Linked DNA regions of Arachis hypogaea: region 1 is linked to region 2. Evidence: chromatin contacts called from public Hi-C data. All regions are on one chromosome and are shown on one strand. The core of a region is the stretch at or near the end of the contact, and the rest is flanking DNA. Distances in the headings are between cores, read along the strand shown. Region 1 has its middle 16 kb from the start of LOC112789787. Region 2 holds the start of LOC112789779 (tetraspanin-19).

Region 1 (7,462 bases), core at 2,654-5,153, 300 kb before region 2:
TGAAGAATAAAGCTTTGCATTTCTTTAAAAAGCTTTATCAGAAAGAAAATACTTCAAGGCCCTATCCCCAAACTTTGTTTACTTTCCCTGACATGACAAGCCAATAGAGAATTGATCTATCCAAGATGTCGATAAATGAGGAGATAAAAGCTGCTATCTTTAACATCGGTTCCCTTAAAGCGCCCGAAGAAGATGGGTACCATGCTGTCTTTTATAATGAAAACTGGGAGACCATTGGAACATCCCTTTGCCAATTCATCAAAGAAGCTTGAAAAAATTCGTCACTTATACAACATATGAACTAGACGCTTATAGCTCTCATTCCCAAAACTAACCAACCTGAGTTTATAACCCAGTTTAGACCGATCGTCTTATGTAATGTTATTTACAAATGTCTCACAAAGTTGCTGGTTGAGAAAATATAACTCCAAACCAGACCAGTTTTGTCCCTTGACGAATCATCCATGAAAACATCATAATAGCAAAGGAGATGGTGCATGATATGAAGAAGATGAAAGGGAAGAGTCAATTTATGTCTATTAAAATTGATTTTGAGAAAGCTTATGACCGGCTAAATTGGCATTTTTTGGAAGATGTGTTGAAAGAATATGGACTACCTGAATCTATTATTACCATCATCATAGACTGAATCTCCTCGATTTCTTATAAATTAATTTGGAATGGGGTCAAAATTGAAGCTTTTCATCCAGGAAGAGGTTCTCATATGATTAAGGAGAAAGTGATGAATGGAGAATGGGTTCCAATGAAAGCTGGGAGGAATGGACCTCCTATCTCTCACCTCCTTTTTGCCGATGACATTCTTCTTTTTGCCAAAGCTTCGGAGGAGCAAATGAGAACAGTGTTGGATGCTCTTCATCAATTTAGTGAGGCCTCAATATTGAAGGTTAGTGTGTTTAAAACATCTATTTATTTTTCCAAAAGTGTGCAAAGAGGAGAAAGGGCATATATTTGTGAGATTAGTGGATATAAGGAGGTCCCTTACTTGGGATGTTATCTGAGTTCCATGATAACGAATGAAAGAAAAATCAAGAAAAATTACAAGACAACACTTGAAAAAGCTAAGGGAAAGATGAGGGGATGGAAAGCACATTGCTTATCCTTTGTAGGTAGAATAACTTTGGCTAAGTCTGTGATAAGCGCAGCTATCAACTATAAGATGATGCATGAAAAAGTCCCTAAGGGCATATGTTATGAAGTGGAAAAAATGCAAAAGCAGTTAATATGGGGCGATAGTGAAGAAGGACGAAAGTTTCACGCTATTGGCTGGAAACACATGTGCAAGCATTTGAATTTGAGAGGATTGGGTTTTCGAAACCTAAGCCTGTTGAATGATGCTTTTCTCATGAAATCGACAAATTGTTATGGAAGATAATCATAGAACCGAAAGCTCTTTAGGCAAGAGTCCTGTACAGTAAATATGGGAGACAAAAAAACGTATGTGTTAAGTTTCCTATTACAAGCTCAGATTTGCGATATTGGAATAACCTTGCAAAGGTAATTGGGAGGAAACTCTGAGAAATATATCCTGCTCCATTAGATATCGGGAGAGAGTTAACTTTTGGCTAGACAAATGGATGAAACAGGAGAAACGTTGGTTAATTTGTTAATGTTCCTACAGAGAATTCAAAGCGAAGGACCTTGTTAGAAATAACAGGGAATGGGATCTGGAGCTCATAAACAAGTACCTTCCCACTCATATAATAAACAAAATTCGAGCCTACCACCCTCCAAGGGAAGATCTGGGCCTGAATAGATACTTTTAGAGCCTCACCAATGATGGAAGCTTTAGCGTGGCAAGCGCTTACAAGAACATTACGCAACATGGGAAAGAACAAGACCAAATTTGGAACATTGTGTGGAAGTGAAAAGGGCCGCAAAGAGTTAAAACTTTCAATTGGCTTGCTATCCACAACAAGTTGTTAACCTCTAGTAGAAGAGCTTGATTCATGGGATCATATCCGAACTACCACAAATGCGAGGGACAACTTGAAAACAACTACATATCCTAAGGGATTGTCTACTTAAGACATCCTGTATTTGGTCAGTCATGATCAATCATTCTCATCTAAACTCCATCTTTAGAGCTCCCTTTGATGTCTGGTTTCGCTAAAACCTTACAGTAGAAATCGGAGAACCAAACCACAATGACTGAAAATCCCTTTGTTTAGTAACTTATTGGTGGCTATGAAAATGGCAAAACAGAAAGGTATTCTCCCCACCTTTCCAAAGACAATCGAAGGCACACAAATTCATATTCGATTATGTCAAGGGCATAAAACAAGCCTTTGATAAGGAAAGTCTTGTCAAACCTACGCCCAGGAGAAGAGAGACACACATAGCAATGACAACCCCACCTAACGGGTGGATCAAGTTTAATCCGAAAGGAGCTTCTATAGGAAACCCAAGCATAGCCGGATGTGATGAAGTCATTAGAAATGACCAAGGCATGTGGGTGGCTGGTTTTATGACTAATATATGAGTGTGCATTGCATACCAGTCGGAACTTTGAGGAGTTTTACATGGCATAAACATTGCTTGGGACTTAAGGTTTAAAAAAGTGATGGTAGAAATAGACTCAAAGGCAGTAACAGTGATGCTCAATGCTAGAGAGAAAAGCAAATATCACCATGACCCTTTAATTCGGAGAATTGCTCAATGTATAGATCAAAATTGGATGGTAGTATTGAAACACAACTTCAGAGAAAGCAATCAACTGGCGGACTAGCTTGCGAAAGAGAAAGAGAATATAAGCATGCATCCAAATTTTCTTTTTCTAGATCAACCCCCTAAGGTGTTAAACAAATCTTAGCTGATGATTTAAGAGGAGTATTGTTACCCCGAATGACCTCTTCTCTGTAATCTCTTCTTGGGCTTTAGCCCCGTTTTTTTAACAAAAAAAAAAAATAATTATATTCGGAGGTTTATCATCCAACTCCTCTTCTGAACTTAGTTGTAGAAACTTTATAATTTTCGAAGTTCGAATATTGATCACAGCAACGACAAAGGAGGAAAATATCTTTCAGTATAAAATATAGGTCAATATAGACTCATTTCAACAAAGAGCCAAGAAACCATTGAAGGACACATCTAATGACAAATCCACCTAATATAACATAGCACATGGCACACCTAACCAAATGGTATGGATTTATGTTTATTTATTCAAACTATCAAGATTTGAAACCAAAACCTCTATGGATAATTTTAACGATATTAAGAATAACTCTAATAGAATGGTTTTAAGGTTTTAAAATTTACGTGTGTATAAAGCAAAATGGTTTTAATAATTCTTTGATTGAGACAATTAATAAAATAAAACTTGTTTCATTTTAGAAAGACATTTTTACTTTGGTAAAAATCTATTAAATTTTTAAAAATATTATATGCTCACAAAAAATAAGTCACCGTCTATGTTAAGTTTAAAAAATAATAATATTAGTTTGATTTTTTTTTTTTAGTTTACCCAAACAGTATCCCCAACTCGACACGTTAAGAACTAATCCGTTGCGGATCTGAGCTTCAATTAAGGGTCTGCCGCTGGCCAATGGGTTGCTGCATGCACAAGGTGAAATTTGAACTCCCGACACTTGTTTAAGCGGATAAGTGAGCTGACCACTCGACCAACCCAAATTGGTTATAATATTAGTTTGATGATGACAAATATATAAGTGTTTGGGTTTTTTTTTTTTGGTCGATAAGTGTTTGGGTTTAAAAGTTCAAATGGTATTTGATGAATGTTATTTATGTAGATCCAAATAAGAAAAGTTGCTCAGTACAAAAAAAACATTGATCAGTTTTGGACAAAATTAAATGGGCATTGCAGCTATAAGTTGGACAGGAATAACAAAAGTATTCTGCATTTTAGTCCATCATTTCATATTCGAGTATAGCCCATAGCAAGAAGAAAAAGTGTGTTTATTTCATCTTTGGCACCAAATCATTTACATCAAAGTATGATGGAGGAAAATTAACAAAACTTGGAGCCAAAAAAAAAAAAAATTAAATGGTGCAGTTTTGGTTTGTACAACCAAGGACAACTTGCTACCCACAAAAGAAAGAAAAAGAAACAACAAAGACAGCACATTCCTGCCCATGATCTTCTGTCACTGTAACATTGTTTCTCTGTCATTTTGCACCTCCACTAATCTTATGTTGTATTCATTTTTTGAAGGAGAATACAATCATGTTTTAGCCCTTGATGCTCAACAATTGTCACCAAGAACAACTTCAAGTTTTAGAAGCAATGCACTTATATAAAAGGAGCATTCAATCAAGAATTAAAGGTAAGGAGTAAGAGCACTAAATCTGATTTTTTTTTTATAGCATTCTTGTTATATTTATCTTCTCCTGTATGTTGTTCATTGAATATGTTATTTTTTAGTTTAGTTTTTTTTGTTTTAATGATAAAGACAAATATGTGAGGCATTAGTAAAGTTATTGAGAGAAAAGACAAAGAGAGATATACTTGTAAAAAAAGTCATTGAATGTATCAAATCTTTTTTATGTATTTTCTGTTTTTTGTCATGAACTTGCCAGGTTCTCTTTACTAAGTTTGGAAAGTACTTAGTATTAAAATCTAAATTAGGTAGCTTAATGGTTACAAATTTAGTAAGAAACTTATGTGTTCTTTGATAGGATTAGAAATAATCCTAAGAAATTAATGTATGTAATTCTAAAAACTATAATAAAAATTCTATCATTGTTATAGTAAAAACTAGATGTAGATCACATTATATTAAGTGGCTAAATTAGGATATACATGGTACAAGTTTTTTTTTTCTGTTCTATTTTTTATTCTATTTTTATGAGATAAAAATAAAAAATTTCCTACATAATTATTTTAACAGACACTATAACATTTAAGATTCAATCTGTTTTAGTTACTAAATTAAAAAGTTGTCTTAGATTCAATCCTTTTTTTCTAAGTTATTAATAATTTTTAATGTATTTATGTATAAATACATATAATTTATTTTTAATATATATTTATATTTTAATATATATTTTATATAAATAATTAATTTGATAGTTAATCTTTTATGTATATTTAATATAATTGTAAATTTTATCATTTTATATAAAATTTAAAATAAATTTAAACTAAATATTAAAACAATAAATTTTATATTTAATTTTAAATTATTATTTATCATATGTGATTTTACAAATATTAATAATATAATATTTTATAAAATTTAAAATAAAATTAAACTGAAACAGAATATTAGAAATACTTTAAAGTAACACACTATGAATAGTTACTCAGGCATTTTCTTCAATTTCTCTTTCCATGTTTTACAATGGTCAACAAAATTAACAATTTCATTTTCCATCAGGATCAACAACTCTTATGTTTTTTATGTGGACCATGTGGACAGCTAATCACATTACTTGGTTGCGTAAGAGTTTATTACTTCCCTTGGATAAAATTCAATTACCGGCCAATAATATCTAATTAATTAATTAACAATGATCGGTCAAGTGGATGATGATCACAGGATCTTATCCATGAAGCCATGCTACTTTGATATTATTTGAAAAAAGAAAAGGACACTAGCTAGCTGACACATGAAGCCATATGGTTTATTTGATGATTCTGGAATGCGTTTTTGTACTTATCTTTACTCAATTTCCTTTATCTTTTTAAAGAATTTAACTTTTATTTTATATCTAATGAAACGTTACTTTATTAATGTCTGTTTGGAAGACATCAAAAAATAAATAAGATTATCAGTTTGGAATGTCTTTAATTTCTTGGGTTAGTTCTTGGAAGCATTCTATCAACATCTTTGGACTTGTAATTTTTCAAAGAAAAGTGGCGTTGGATTACACCGCACTGGAATTTACTAAATTTGATAAAATTTTCATCTTGAAACCTTTATTGTAGTTTTCAAGTTTGTTCTCTCTCATTTAAGATCTCATATATACTACTCAAATAAACCATTATTACTAGACTGCTTGATTGCTCCTTGTGTGGGGTTTTTTATTTTCCATTTTTTGTGATTTATTCTCTGGACCATTTGCTTTGGATTCATTTTTTTCCACCAAAATACTATAATTGTGATGAATAGCAAACTTAATTAGGAGACTGATAATATATTCTAGTCCGTCATTTTTTCTGGCTTACTAACTCACTACTCTTTGTTGGATTGTCTTCTAGTGTTGACACACATCATAACTTCTTTTTTGGATCATCTTTAATTTCTAATTTCTTTCATCTCATCTTGATTTATTTATTTATTTTTGGGATAAAAGTTTTCTTACCTTTTTGGTAAACCCTCATATCATCTCGCATTAGAATGTCATGTGTCAGAGTCTAAGATTATATTAACCTTAAAATGTTAATTTTGTTGAGTTTAATTGTTAATGTACTAATTATCATCTAATTCGAAACTTACATTATTATTTACTCAGGCAATTTTTTTTATATAATAACATATAGTTGAATGTCTATTGGAAACGTTTTTACATTAATAAAATAACAACTTTCAATAAGCAGGATTAAATTCCAAAGTGATATCTAAAATTGGTATTGTATATTAAAATTATTCTAAAATTTTAATTATATTAAATACATTTTTGAGATAGACAAAAGTGTACTATCACGTTGATTTCTGACCTATTTTTTGTTACTAGTGTATTGATGTAATTTGATGACGTAGATTATTAACGACACATGTCAATTCATGGTTTAATCACATGTAATAATATGATGACGGGTTGATCAACGACATGTGACATGTCGACATAGACAAATGTGCCGCGCGCTATAATACTATTTGGCCATGTATCAAGTTGTGTCACGTGTCACAACATTATTCGTCTATGTTTCATTTATTATATCATCATTGTATATGCATCAAATTGGTCATTGACTTTACATAAATAACTCATTTTAGTTTTTGAAACTAAATATCATGTATCAAATTAGTTATTTAACTAATTTTTTTATTTGTTTTATAAATTCAAAATTCTCAATATCTTTAAATGCACTAATTTTAATTCTATTTTTTACATATTATTTAAATACAAATATTTTATATATATATATTTTTTAATTTTAGTTTTAATCATACAAATTTTTTCATAATAATTTAATACTAATAAATATGCAATGTGAAATAACTTTCCATACAATAAAAAAAGAAATTATACACTCGTTTTAGATAAGATTATCAATTCAAGCATCATCTTTCTCTATAAATATCTCAACAAATTCACGTATTTTTCAACTCAGTTCTCATATAAACTAGTTTAAATTCAAATTAATTTGACATCAAAGTCTCTTACAAATATCTTCAACCACCACCTTAGAATATATGAAGACACTTCAAATATTTTCACTATTATCTCTGGCCTTTTTCTCTTAGTCTATTTACACACAATTGGCTACAAATACACCTTATAATAATGATTATGATATTTAATAAAAGAATCATAT
Region 2 (7,465 bases), core at 3,221-5,720:
GTCAACCAAACAGCTTTTTCAATTTTCTCTCATTGCACTCAAGTTCATCAGCAGTCATTGTTAATATTCTGTTACCGCTGTGCTCCAAGAACAATTATAGTCTTCGTGACGAGTTGAGTAAAAAGTTTGGTTTAACATAATAATAAGATGCTTTCTTTAATGAGTGAGTGGGATGGCAAGGTGTATTATTAAATAATGTACGTTATGCTTATGTTATGTATATAAATAAATGTTTTTATGAGTAACCAGCATGAAGTATATGATATTCCTAGAGTGAGAGCAAGGTATAAAGAATAAAGATTTTTTTTTATTTTTTATTTTTGGCAGGTATAAAGATTATGTTTAACAAATGTAAAACCAAGTAAAGAGCGTAGCATTTTTTTTTTTTTGGGTCTAACATTGTAGCATGAAAATTTTCTTTAATGAGTGAGTGGGATGGCAAGGTGTATTATTAAATAATGTACGTTATGCTTATGTTATGTATATAAATAAATATGTTTTTATGAGTAACCAGCATGAAGTATATGATATTCCTAGAGTGAGAGCAAGGTATAAAGAATAAAGATTTTTTTTTATTTTTTATTTTTGGCAGGTATAATTTAACAAATGTAAAACCAAGTAAAGAGCGTAGCATTTTTTTTTTTTTTGGGTCTAACATTGTAGCATGAAAATTTAAAAATGATGGTCCAAGATTGCTAGGCCCACCAGGCCATATTGGGCCAGAGGAGCTTCGGCCTGTGATCCCTCCACTGTTGGGAGAAGGAAGTGGTCGCTGCTCTGTTAAACCAGCCTCACGCATTGCCCTCCATTCTAGGAGCCAAGTAGCTTGGGCCTTCGCCCAGACTACCGGGCCCAACTCTCAACTTGGAGTGGGCAGGCCAACAACTTGCCCTTGCAAGCCCAACCTCGCAGGCCAGAAGCACTTGTTCCATCACCTTAATTGCCCCCACATGGGTCACAAGCTATCGTTACACAGCTCGGCGAACAGAAAACCACAGTCAGAGGCTTATAAGGATTCTCCTTTTCTTATATCTACCCGATGTGAGAGTATAGTGGGTATAAATCTTGGGATTCTCGATTCAAGGAAAACAATTTTGAATCCTTGCAGACCTGAAACTTATACTATAACTCAACTTTAAAATACCAAATAATAGAGACTTAGAGAGACAGATTGTAATATACATATTTTATAATTAATTGCAAGTATAAAATTTACAGTACATTAAAAAGACAGACCAAAAGAAAAAATATAAAGCTTGAAACTATCTACCTGACTAAGATAAGATTAGCATTGTCAATTTTCATTTTCATCCTAAAATAAATGCTGAAATTTATCACTTCCGAATGCCAAAAAACCAATAGAGGCTAGCCATGGCCTCTATAAATGCAAAATGTTTACTCATATTACTGATTATAAATTTACCTTACCCAAGATATCCTTAAATGTAGTATAACTGTGTGTTCCAATGCAAAAACAAGTCCCCAAAGAACTGTAATAAGAGACAGCAGCTTGCTCCTCATTTTCCCTTCATTTCTTCAAAACCACCACCTTCAAATTCAAATTCAAGTAGACTGAACAAGAAAAAAAAAGGATATTTTGAAATGAAGTTTTTAATAGAACTTAATCAAATTGGTATGACCCTATATAAATAAGTTTACTTTTTAAACCTTGTAAATTTACATGCCACTATAGCAAAGCATTAATGTGTTAATGCAGACAAAGGCATTTCAGTTGACACGAACCGAGACAAAGGCATGATTGAAATTTCAGTGTCTTTACTACTGTTTGATATACTAGGGTGTTTCCCGCGGGAATGCAAATCTGTTTTATCTTTTGGTTCCTTAATCTATAGCAAAGGATTTTATATATGAATAGTAAAGTTTTTTGCATGTTACACAGATTGAATAACTAATTTCCTTTTATTATATTGATTTTTTTTAAATTGTTAGTAAAGAGCTCGACCCTATATAAAACTATGACATGATTATCCTCTTCGACAACGCAAGTAATAACACAAAACAATAACCCGAACACAACAAAATAACCGCACTCATCATACATCTCTCTTCATCACCAAATTCTCACCCCACAGCTCATAGGGAAATTATTACGTAAAAGAGAGCAAGATATAGATGATATAGCTACTATTTCTCCTTGTAGTTTTGTAAGTGTTATCATGTCCAAGCCAATGCATTATGCAAGTTCATATTAGCTATCATTCACTTATAAAATACTTTACATAGAAAATTTCTCAAATAAACAGAAAATTATACTACACACATTACACTCGAAAGCATAAAATTATATAGATAGAAGCCAATGTAGAATAATAAGAGAAACTACCATCAACTAACAATTATAAAAGAATAAGACATAACTTCGGGTAGTAAAAAAGGCATATCATCCAGCAGCTCCTTCTATGAATATTGTAGCTATTAGCAAAGAGAATACAAGGAGAACTTGAGATGACATCAAAATGGAGAATCTATTCATTCAATAAAACAATGGCCTTCACATTCAACATGATTCAACAGACTCTGCATGGCTTGTTGTTTAAATGAAATTGATTGAAAATGAAGGGATGAAAATAATCTAGTGCTTTTGGTCTGTACATACATGGATTTATTTGTAGCCATCCCTTCATCATGGAAAACAACAGTCAAAGAATTGTCCTCAACCTTCTATTACTTTTATAAGTCCAATAACATATGTTACATGATTCTTGACCGCAAGCATAATGTACATATTAGTATATCTAAATACCTAAACTTCCAAGTTACCATTTGGTTGTTCATGTCTTCAGGACTAAATTCAGTTTAATTTAGAATGATTCAACTTCAGAATAGTAGTAGTACTACTTAGCACAATCAAGCAATAAAACTCAACACACTTCCAAAGAGCATAAAACTTTTTTAAAGAACCAAGAGTACAATAAATAAACACTTCCATGATGAAGCAAGATAAGCAAAAAGAAAATATATATTTATCTAAGACACTTCAATAAAATGAGGGATAAAAAATAGTTGTGTTGGATAAATTTGAGTATTTTATTTAAAAACCCATAAAGCATTTTATCTGTGATCCTAAGTGTTAATTGTACAGAGTAATCTTTATTTTAACTATCAGCAAAACAACATGAAAAATTGAATTGAAGCCTTAAATATAAAATGCTTGAATGGAAGATCAGCTAGCATATGAGATAATTCTACTAAGCACAAACAAAATAGCTGCAATGCATATTTATTTATTTATCCCAACAATAAGTTTAAATAGAAACTAAGAATCGAACCGAGTGGAGGAACACGTACTCAAGGAGCTTGTTGCAGGTACTGACACTAATTGTGGCTGCAAGATGCCATGCAGCGTGAATGTATGGATTTTTATGAAATAAATCATCCGCTACTAAGAGCATTCTATCCACCAATGACATCTTATGCACCATAGGGGCCATCCTCAAATCTGGATCAACATTTTGGTTTTCCTCGTCAAGAAGACATGCTTAAATATAATTTTTAGCTTACTTTTAAAACAACTAAAACGGTTATTTTGTCAACCTTATCATCTAAATACCACAACAATTATAGCATTAAGAGTTTGCATTAGAAGTTGATCTAAAAAGTGGTCAACTCATAGAAAGCAACACCACATCAGGGAACAAAGAAAAAATGGAAAATTTAAAAAACATGGAGAACGTATGTAGATAGCGCCACTATTGCAAAAATACGGTGAATGCATTATTGATGGTTTAGAATTATATCCCGAATAATTCTGCCAAAATAAAGTAGACTATTAATAAATTAGAGACATGAAAAACAACTGTAATCACAATCCAACACTATGATCAAGAGACAGGAATAGAAAATAGTAACCTTTTCCAACATAGAGAACCCAGATGAAGACGACAGCGGAGATGGCACGGAGAAAAAGCATTCCCCGAGCTTCCTGAAGTGGTCAAAACAGTTCAAAATTAAAAATCGAAAGCATAATGTGATACGTAAATTCTAAAATACACTTGGTGTGAAGATGAAACACTTAACTCTTTAGGGTTTTCTCTCCGGCGGTGACCACGGGGAATAGCAGACGGTTACTCTGTTTCGTGTCTCCCTCTCTACTTTTCTTCTTCCATTTTTTTCCTCTCCCCTCTTTCCAATAAATTTCTTCTTCGGTGGCAATTGCTCTACCTCAAATGGCTAAGAGAGTGTGTGAGTGAATGGTTTGAATTCAAAAAACAAAATATTTTAAGGATGGGCGCGTTTTTTTAGAAAATTGTTATGACCGCTGACACAAATGGACACAGCAGATAAGGAATTTGAGATAAAAACAAAATAATTGTTGTTGCCCAGGATCGAACTGGGGACCTTTAGTGTGTAAGACTAACGTGATAACCACTACACCACAGCAACCTGCATGTCTCCGGGTTTAATAAAACATATATAATAAAGTAATTATCACGTCATAAAAAAAATTCAAGGCCACAAAAATAATCGAAAAATCAGCGAAGGAAAATCCATCAGCCGAAACAAAAACAGAAAAAGAAAAATAGAAGAAAGAAGGAGAGAAAGAAAAGAAACCAACCTGGCTGTTCCATTAGGAAATCTATACGTGCTAGAGCCCTAGAAATTCTAGGGTTCCTTGCATTTTATCGAAAAAGTTTTTTGCATTTGTTAATTTACTCTGTTCAGGGGGTTCAATTGTTTGATTTATTTCATTATTCTCCAGTTTTTTTTTTGTGATTTTGAAAAGAAAATTAAAAAAATAAAAGGGAAAATGGTGAGGGTTCTGAGGAGCTGCATTCAATCGATATTGAAGATGGTCAACTCGTTTATTGGAATGGCTGGAATAGCCATGATTCTCTATTCTGCGTGGATGATCAGGATTTGGCAGAGGGAGATGGGTGAGCTTCCATTTGGTTCGGATTCTAAATATCCACCTCCCTGGTAAATTATAAAATTCCCTTTAAATTTAGATTTTGATTGTCCATTGAAGATAAAATTGTTGGGAAGGGGGCACAGAGGGAAGGAGAGATTGGTTAATGTGATGTTAGTGGATGCTAATTACTTTTATTATTGATTTGTTGGATGGAAGATGAAATTTTTGGAAATCAAGGAATTAAATAGGGTAGGGGAATTGCTTATTATTGGGGATTTTTGTTTTGCATGGGAGAGAAGGCTGTTGAATTCCTAGTAGTTTGGAAATTAAGGGATTTGGTGATTAAAGAGTTTTACATGCAAGCAGGATTTTTTGAGCAGGGATGCTGCATTTTGGAACCTAAAATTTGCATTATTTGATTCCTTGTCTGAACACACGGAGTTTTTTTTATGTTGATTATTTTATTTTATTTTATTTTATTTTGTTTTGTTTTATTTTTTGGTGTTGATTGTTTGTTGGTGATCAAATTGCTTGGTTTTTTTTTTTCCGAACACAATCAGGTTCATTTACACATTTCTTTTCCTTGGAGTTGTGTTCTGTATGATCACCTGTACTGGTCATGTTGCTGCTGAAACTGCCAATGGCTGTTGCTTGTATATGGTATCCTTTTCTTGACTATTGTTAATAATTTCGGTTCATGATGAATGCATATTCATGTTTGCATCAGACACAGCATGAGGTTATAGAAGACAAGGCAGAACCATAGTTACATGCAACGCAATATATTCTGGTATGGGAACGGGTATGCAGTATGTGGAACGCCATATGTAAAATATTTTATGTGGAAAATATACATATGACGTTCCAATACGTAGATGAATTGGTACCCGGTACGCTACCTAATTAGTGAATTCATGTAACTATGGGCAGAACTAAGAAAATTTTAAGGTACTTGAATTCCCAAATCCAATTCATGTTTTCTATTGAAAAGAGTCTTATTTATTTATTGTATGGATAATGGATCATTCATGATCTATATAAAAGGTACTTATCCTAAAGTTAAAAATGTTTTCTATTTTCAGAATTTTATAAAGGAAAAAGGTGAATACAGGACATGAAAATAAAAGAAAAGATTTTGTTATAATCACTGTTCTCACTTTTTTCTTCCCAATATTTAGAAAACAAAAACATTGAGAGTGAAAGCGCACTAAAAGATTTCTTTCTCTCCCCCCTTGAATTGACCTTTCAAACAGCCCTAGACAGCAGCAAGCTAGTAATATTGTGTTTAATTTTAGAAGTATTTCATATTATGATATCATTATGTCATTAAAGCACTGTTGACCTTGACTGCTTACAGTATATGGTGTTCATGGTTATCCTTATAATGCTGGAAGCTTCATTAGCAGTTGATGTGTTTTTACACTCAGACTGGGAGAAGGTATGTATACATGGAAACACTTCGATAATTCAATACACATGTAGTTCTTTCTCGAAGTAACAAATTCAATGGGTTAAGTTATGGTCTGAACCATTTTAACTTGGCAATTGAAATCAGGACTTTCCAATCGACCCCACAGGCAACTTTGATCAGTTCCAGAAATTCGTAAAATCAAACTTTGAGATGTGCAAATGGGTTGGTCTGTCACTTGTTGCTCTGCAGGTAAATTTCCCTCCGTGTGTGTGCGTGTGCGTGCAACGACAACAATTTAAGATGCATTTACCGATGTTTCCTATTTATAAATGTTTGAAAAAGTGCTTTATTCTTTCTTAGAAACATGAATTCAACTTGCTTGTTGAGTTATTTCTTCCTGACAGCAAAACCTGGATACCTATTTTATTTTTAAATGGATCTTTAGGTATCTTCTTTTTTTTTCGTTTTTTAAGATCCTTCAATGGTACCTGATCAGCTGATGGATACTTTTTTCAGTTTTTTGTTGTTCTTGTGCACATTTTTCTGCTGCTAAGTACTAACCTTTTGTTTAAAAAAAAAAAAAAGAGAAAGAAATAAAGCTGATGGTGAAGTAGTGTTCTATTTTGAATCGGTGAATTTTGGTTGATGGATGGCTGCTGTGCCCTTTACTAGCAGGGCCTCTCTTTGCTAATATCAATGATTCTCAAAGGTCTTGGGCCACATCAATCCTATGACAGTGATGATGAGTATGGCCCTGACAGGGTGCCGCTCTTGAAGAATGCTCCGCCTTATGCTAAAAATGAAGCATGGCTTAGGATTAATGACAAGGTAAAACTATTAGAATGCTTTGTCACAGATACCGCTTTACATGTCAGATATATTAATTGAAACTGTAGAGAAAAATCTAATTGAATCCTGAAATAAGCATAACTTGAATAATATTTTAGTATAAAACATCTAAATAGATATAAGATTTGGAAGAATGTGATCGTAGTTTGTCTCATTTGAAGGTAAATAAAATAATCCAACTATAAGAAAAAGTTTAATTTTGATGTATTGGCAGTGTAAAATATTTTATACCGTCGTCTAATTACATTCGTTCTTTTAGATAATCATTCGCCTAAGCAATGTAAAACGTAGTTATTTTTGCTGATGTGGCATTGTGTAATTAGATGTACATATAA

Evidence for each region. Hi-C and Micro-C count contacts between places; a contact is called where the count stands out from the background.
Region 1: a Hi-C map of an unstated tissue shows a contact between it and region 2, with 3 times the contacts expected there. The contact joins the enhancer-like site here to the promoter of LOC112789779 in region 2. A contact is called at or near these places in 3 of 8 Hi-C or Micro-C datasets (leaf and an unstated tissue).

What each region holds. Positions count from the first base shown.
Region 1 is chr3:20,941,087-20,948,548 of arahy.Tifrunner.gnm2.J5K5, reverse strand. No RefSeq gene overlaps it. Among protein-coding and RNA genes, the nearest start is that of LOC112789787, 16 kb to the left of the region's middle. Within about 2 kb of position 3,903, at least 3 of the 3 cell types and tissues checked have open chromatin away from gene starts, as enhancers often do.
Region 2 is chr3:20,639,980-20,647,444 of arahy.Tifrunner.gnm2.J5K5, reverse strand. It overlaps LOC112789779 (tetraspanin-19), which reads left to right and starts at 4,470. Exons shown (of 6, transcript XM_025831821.3): 1 at 4,470-4,938; 2 at 5,431-5,530; 3 at 6,228-6,308; 4 at 6,426-6,530; 5 at 6,957-7,109. The coding sequence starts at 4,769. It overlaps TRNAV-UAC (transfer RNA valine (anticodon UAC)), which reads right to left and starts at 4,404; the gene lies at 4,332-4,404. LOC112789780 (a long non-coding RNA gene) reads right to left here and starts at 4,213. Exons shown (of 4, transcript XR_003196399.3): 1 at 4,039-4,213; 2 at 3,871-3,943; 3 at 3,310-3,460; 4 at 1,170-1,572.